Linked DNA regions of Mus musculus: region 1 is linked to region 2. Evidence: chromatin contacts called from public Hi-C data. All regions are on one chromosome and are shown on one strand. Each heading gives the region's core, a stretch centred on a gene start, on an enhancer-like site or on the middle of the called end of the contact. The rest is flanking DNA. Distances are from core to core; before and after follow the strand shown.

Region 1 (3,333 bases), core at 116-2,615, 1.3 Mb before region 2:
ACAAAGTGGTGTCTTTTATCGTCTAAAGTACAGTACAGTAATGCCTTCACCCTCACTTGGGAAAATACAGTCAGACACACACACACACACACACACACACACACACACACCAATAGTTCATGTGATATTTGAACTGATTATGAATAAAATCCACCTCTTGCTCTCTATTCTTTTATTGATGTGTGTGTGTGTGTGTGTGTGTGTGTGTGAGAGAGAGAGAGAGAGAGAGAGAGAGAGAGAGAGAGAGAGAGAGAGAGAAACCTTTGAAGCCTAAAATTCTCAGGATGGTGCCTAAACACCCTGTAAGTTACTTAAAGGGACATAACATAGCAGCCTGTGCGCATGCCCTAGCCAGCGTTCTAAGGCCCTTCTAAATATTTACTTTAGAGAGAAATAGCCTCTCCTAATATTATTATGTCCGGGCTTGCTAGATTTCCATGCAGCAGGCCTGATCCCACCATCTGTAAAGTTCTAGGTTTTTTGTAATACTTCTAAGCTGTTTCTAATCTATTTTTACTGCCTTGTTCTGTCCTGAAATGTCAAAGAGTGCAGACTAGGTCTAGGAATTAACATGACAGTTAAGAAACTTGGCAAGGCTTTACAGCAGATTGTGACATTAACGGAACACAAAGGGGCAAGGCAGGATTAACGTTAATGCTCGCTTGCAGACACTATAAAAATCTATATGTCCGCGATCAGGGAATTGAAAAATAGGCTGCGTTTTAGGACAGCACTATTAAAGACAGATCTTTACAGCGAAGGGAGAGTTCCATATGAAAAGCACGTTACAGGGAAATAGTGCCCTGGTCCCTTCTGGAAAGTACAACAGGTTTGCGTCCTAGGTCAAGTAGGCATACAGCTCACTATGGCTGCCAATCCCCCCCCCAGTACCACCCCCCCCCTGCCCACACCCCTGGTTTCTTTAATCTGCGGTGAAACTGCCTTGGAAGCACTAATAGCATCCGCAGTCCCCCACCCCACCCCCCAGCCCCGGCACCCCCCTCCACCCCCACCCCCCATCCCTGGCCCCCGGCCCCAGCACCGCCCCGGCCCCAGCTGTGGAAGAGATCCTTTGATAGATGTACCTAGAAGCGGGATCATTTGTTTAGATTCTCAGATTGAAAAAATAAATCACATAGGGCCAACTTTTAATTTCATTTTAGGAAGGTTTCAAAGAACTGTATGCAGGAAGGCGTGCTGAGTCGTTCTCTCTCTCTCTCTCTCTCTCTCTCTCTCTCTCTCTCTCTCTCTCTCTCTCTCCCTTAATTCTTCCGTGGTGATTGTATAAACACTAATGACCTGACCTCCTTGGCGGGCTCCTGAATTCTGATTGGGGAACTAAGTCTTGGCATTTTAATCATGTGACTGCACCCACAGGGAAGGGTGGACGGAGCTGGTGCCGCTTACAGGCTCCCCGGGGTGCAGACTCCAAATCCCGGACCCACTCTTCTGGTCCGCATGACCTCAGGGCAGTTTAGCAACTTCTCTGGACCTCAGAGTCTTCCCTCCGGAGTGGAGGAAACAAATGTGTACCCACAAGGGAGTGTGTGCCTGTGAAGTCCCGGCGTACAGTAACTGCCGGCGCAGTTATTTTTGTTCCTTTGTTTTTAATTGGAGTGGAGTGGTAAGAATCTGTGAGGGTAGGGAGGGCGGAGGGGAGTCCTGGCCTTTAAACACAGTCTACTCCCCACGGAGTCAGCGCAGCTGCTATCAAAGAAACCTTTCTTCTAGAAAGATCTCTGATCCCATGTGTACTCTGGCCGCCTCCCTCCAGGGAGGCTGGGGGCTGAAACACAGCTGCTAGCTCAGATCTTTGGCCTGTCTGCTTTGCATGCCAGCACCCCAGGCCTCTGTTTATCCACCTGTAAATAGGGCACACTAGCACCTCCTACGAGTTGAGAATAAAACCAGTCAGCCAATAGGAAGTTCTGTGGGTTTAAAAGAGTGTGGATCCAAAAGGAATCAGAGTCCGTATTTGACAGAGATGTCTGAAAGCCTATGGCCATTGCTGCACTGCAGCTGATGCACGGGGCCAGCTTAGGTGCCTACCAACAGGAGAACAGGGAAAGACCACGTGAGATACACACACAGTAGAGTGTTAGTCGGTCATAAAGAGAAAATGGAAACACGTTCCCTGCAGAAGGAAAGCGGATGAAGTCAGAGGTTGTCATGGTCAGTGAAATAAGCCAGATACAAATAAATATACAATGTTGGCTCTCATGTGGAATCTAGAACAAAAATGTATAGGAAAAATAGAAAAGGGGTATAGATAATAGCAAGGAATAAGAAGGAAGGGTGAAAGAGCTGTCAAGGGGGAAATAGAACACACTCACCTATGGAGTTAATATACATTCTTTTAAAAAGAGAAAAAGATCCAAAGTGATGATAAGTAAGCAAGCCCCTTTTGCTAAGGTGGGGCAATATTTAAAAATAACAGCTAGTAGCTCTGGCTGTCCTAGAGCTAGCTCTGCAGAGCAAAATGGCTTCAAACTCAGAGTTCCGCCTGCCTCTGCCTGGGATTAAAGGTGTTTGCTACCACATGGGAATTGTGGGAGGTTTTGTTTTGTGTTGTGTTTGTTTGTTTGTTTCCAGGGCTGTTATGGGGATAGCTATGCCCCTCTGTCTATGCAGGACAGGGCCCACCTAGGCAGCCCATCTCAGCTTAAACACATGGCCCAAGAGGCTAAGAGAAGCTTGTCTGGTGCGGTGTTCTGCAGGGTCATTGCTGGCTTGCTGATGTCTCTGGGAGTGTCCCTGCAAACGTTGACTGATTCAGCCTAGGTGGCTTGTCCCCAGAAAGGGATGACACTGAGCCCAGTGTTTCAAAGCGATCTGGAGCAACGGTCCCTCACACCAGGGCCCAAGGACCAAGTAAGATTTTATGCCACCCCTGCTCACAAAGTTCTCCCTACAAGCACCCCGTGATCCCCATTAGCAACAAGGACTTTGCGACCTACTAGTCTGAGGTGAAGAAGCTGAGGGGCGGGAGACATCGTTGGCCAGGAACACATGGTGCCTGTCTGAACACACGCTTTAGATGTGCGTATATGCATTTGCTCACTCGGCTCACTCTTCTCCCAGGTGACCCTCCTAGCTGTAGGTGTGAACCCCTTCCCCTGCCCTCAGCGTCTACCTTAGCTTCTTCTCTGGTGTCTCAGGCTTCTATGACTGAGTTTATGCTCATATCCCAGACTCGCTGGGCTGCATATGTCCATTCCCTCCCATCCCACCTCCCACCTTCACCCCCCAATGGCTTTTTATCCTGGGGAATGCTGTCAAAGCCAGCTGCACTTACATGGTGCCACCAGTAGATGGCAGCATCTGCACAGCAGT
Region 2 (2,960 bases), core at 282-2,781:
ACCCACATGAGGTCATGACCAAGCCAGCCAATATTCTAGCGTGAATCAGAATGGGCTCAGGATCCTCCACTCCCAGCTTGGGAGCTGGTGAGAGTTGATGGCTCCTGGATCATAACTCCAGGAAATAACTCTACACTCTGCTACTGCAATGGGGTTTGCTTCTGGGGAGCCCTTGCCTAAAGACATTGCAATTTTGAAAATAAATGCAAAGATGTAAATTGTCAGTCTTTTCTCAAAAGCCCAATGGCCCACGAAATAGGTTGGCCCACAGTTTGGGGTTGGCTCTAGCACAGGTGCTAGAGTTTAAGGCCTGGCACTTGACCTCTTGGACACTGTTAGCACAGATGTTCGCAGAGACATCCATCATTCAGAAAGACTTCAACTTTCCTACAAGTGACACAGATACCGGAGTCATCTTGTCACAGAGGTCACTCTCCATTCCTTCCAGAACCTCACCCTGCCTCCTAAAAGGCCAGTCACACCTTGCATGGATAGACTTCTCTGAGCCGCATCCTGAGGCCAAAAGCAGCTGTGATTCCATTTCAAAATGGCCCCTTTATCCAAGGCCCGAGATGAGGTTCATGAACAGAAAACACATCTGTTGACATTCTTAAAAACATACAATCATATTCCACATAGCAAGACAGGACTGGGTGACTCATTGAAGTCATAAAGACTGCAAATCGCAGCGTTGGTGTCTTTGAGTAGAAGTTACCAGAAGATCTGCATTTGATTGTCTCAAAAACCGTAGGCAGTCATTTGACGTGTCGTGAGATCCGAATCGGCTAAGGTTGAAGATGATCCTCTTCGTGTTTCATTAGCAGATATCAGGTTAATAAAAAGTTTAAAAGTTGACTGCTATCCCCCCACTACTCCCGAGATTTATGAGACCTCCTCTGTGGGGCCGCACTGGGAATGGCAGCCGACACTCTTATTTCTTCAGAGCACACTCTGTCATCTCCCTCTGTGGTCCCCAAAGTCTGCCAATTAAAGACCTCCGAGATGACATTCCACTGCTGAAGTTATGCACACATAAATCACTGTAATAAGAGAAGATTGTTATGTTAACCTCCGCCTCACAACCCTTCTCTTTTTGTGAGAAATATGCAAAACATTCATTTGTCTGGCACCAAAGAAGCAATTTCCCAGCAGATGCCTGGGAGGCCCATGGGATGTTACCCCTTCCTGTGGTTACGTAGGCGGTGCCTGGTGCACCAGCAGGCATTACTCAACTCCAAACACAGAGCAATGAGGCCATAAACCAGGCGGCATTACGTCAGCGACAGGATGCTCTGAAATAAATGGGGAGCTGCTTCGATCTAGAGGAACATTTTTCCATGTTTAACCAAGCAAAACTGGAGTCACTACTGAGCACACAGCTTCAAAGGTCAACGCATAAGGAGACCAGTTCTGGAGAGGGGGGACAAGTGCTTTGTTCGGTCACGGAAGCAAGCCCCAAGGAAGCTCGAGTTTCACTGTCAGAGTGTGTGGCCAGTGTGCAGTGAGTGTGACTTAAAAGATTATCTACTGGGTGTTAGAGAGACTGGGGTTGGGGAGGGGTGAGGCCCTGGGAGCTGGGAACTATAACAGCTGCGGCTGGAAACTCAAGGTGGTTGCTTCCTGTGAGGTCTTTGCACACCACCGTGGGCTGGGTTCAGAATCCCTTAGAGCAGTGGTTTTCAATCTATGGGTCTTGACACCTTTAGAGGTCGAAAGACCCATATATAGGGGTCCCATGCCATATGTCCTACATATTGGGTATTTATACTGTGATTCATAAGTGTAGCAAAATCACTGTTATGAAATAGCAAAGAACATAATTGTATAGTTGAGGGGGTCACCACAAGAGAAGGAACTGTATTAAAGGATCACACCATTGAGAAAGTTGAGAACCACTGCCCTAGCGATTTGACCATAACCACAAAAAGAAAGAAAACAGAAAGATAATTCTTCAACAACAGAACAAATATTAATAATGCCCTAATTACTTATATCTACATGTTCACTTTAGGAATCCATATTAATTGAAAGATGGGGGAATGGAAAGTCTAGTCATGAACTAAACTATACTTCCTCTCTACCCAACCATCCAAGATTAGCTAACCCAAGGCCATGATGCCTCAACTAATGAGTAGGGGTAACCTGCCATTCATATGTGATTCACTAGTTTTCTTCGGATGTCCAAGAGAACCCACTATTTTGGTTAAAAGACCTTGTATCAGTTATTTCTTTGTCACTGTGAACAAATACCTGAGAGACACAATAGAAAGGGAAAAAAACATTTTAACTTGTAGTTACAGACAGATTTTAGGTCAATGTGTTGGAGAAGGCAGAGAGGTAGACCAGAAAGCCGAAACTATAGATGAAAAATTGAAGTATGTATGGCTATCAGGGGCCTAGTCTACTGTCCTACTTCCACCAGCTACATCCCACCTCAGAAAGGCTCCACAGCCTTCAGAACAACATGACCAATCAGAGACTGGGTATTCAAAACATAAACTTGAGGGGTACATTTCAGACTTAAACCATACGAGACACCCTAAAGGCCTAATGTTCAAACCAAGTACATGCATCTTTGTAAGGCAAGCCAGACACTGAAAAATCAGACAGAACAAAATCCTTGGTGCTGGGTGTTCGCTCTCAAATCAGGTTGATCTAAAGGAATAAAATAGTTCTAGAAAGAAAATTATCTGTGCCCCCCCCCACCATGTTTTGAAGGACTTGGTGGGGTAGCGATAGAATACGCATTCTATAATTCTTTATTGTAGTCAGACAGAAACCTCAATCTCATTCATCCCAGAATACTCCTTGCTTTGGGGCTGGTAGTATATGTGATAATGAGGCTATTAAAAATGTCTGATTGCAGCCCGGCGTGGTGGCGGCAGAGGCAGGCAGATTTCTGAGTTTGAGGCCAGCCTGGTCTACAAAGTGAGATCCAGGATAGCCAGGGCTATACAGAG

Evidence for each region. A called contact is a pair of places that touch in the nucleus more often than the background predicts.
Region 1: a Hi-C map of muscle stem cells shows a contact between it and region 2, with 3 times the contacts expected there. The contact joins two enhancer-like sites. A contact is called at or near these places in 2 of 484 Hi-C or Micro-C datasets (both in muscle stem cells), 1 of 115 datasets of contacts at active chromatin or transcription factors (fibro-adipogenic progenitors) and 1 of 9 other capture datasets (embryonic stem cells).

What each region holds. Positions count from the first base shown.
Region 1 is chr7:37,360,328-37,363,660 of GRCm38.p6, reverse strand. It overlaps a transcript of Zfp536 not described here. Among named protein-coding and RNA genes, the nearest start is that of Gm30483, 34 kb to the right of the region's middle. Within about 2 kb of position 1,365, at least 76 of the 459 cell types and tissues checked have an H3K27ac peak or open chromatin away from gene starts, as enhancers often do. A contact at or near this core is called in muscle stem cells, where this site is marked.
Region 2 is chr7:36,093,937-36,096,896 of GRCm38.p6, reverse strand. It overlaps Gm38991 (a long non-coding RNA gene), which reads right to left. Exons shown (of 6, transcript XR_881969.1): 5 at 1-1,040. Among named protein-coding and RNA genes, the nearest start is that of Gm38991, 19 kb to the right of the region's middle. Within about 2 kb of position 1,531, at least 48 of the 459 cell types and tissues checked have an H3K27ac peak or open chromatin away from gene starts, as enhancers often do. A contact at or near this core is called in muscle stem cells, where this site is marked.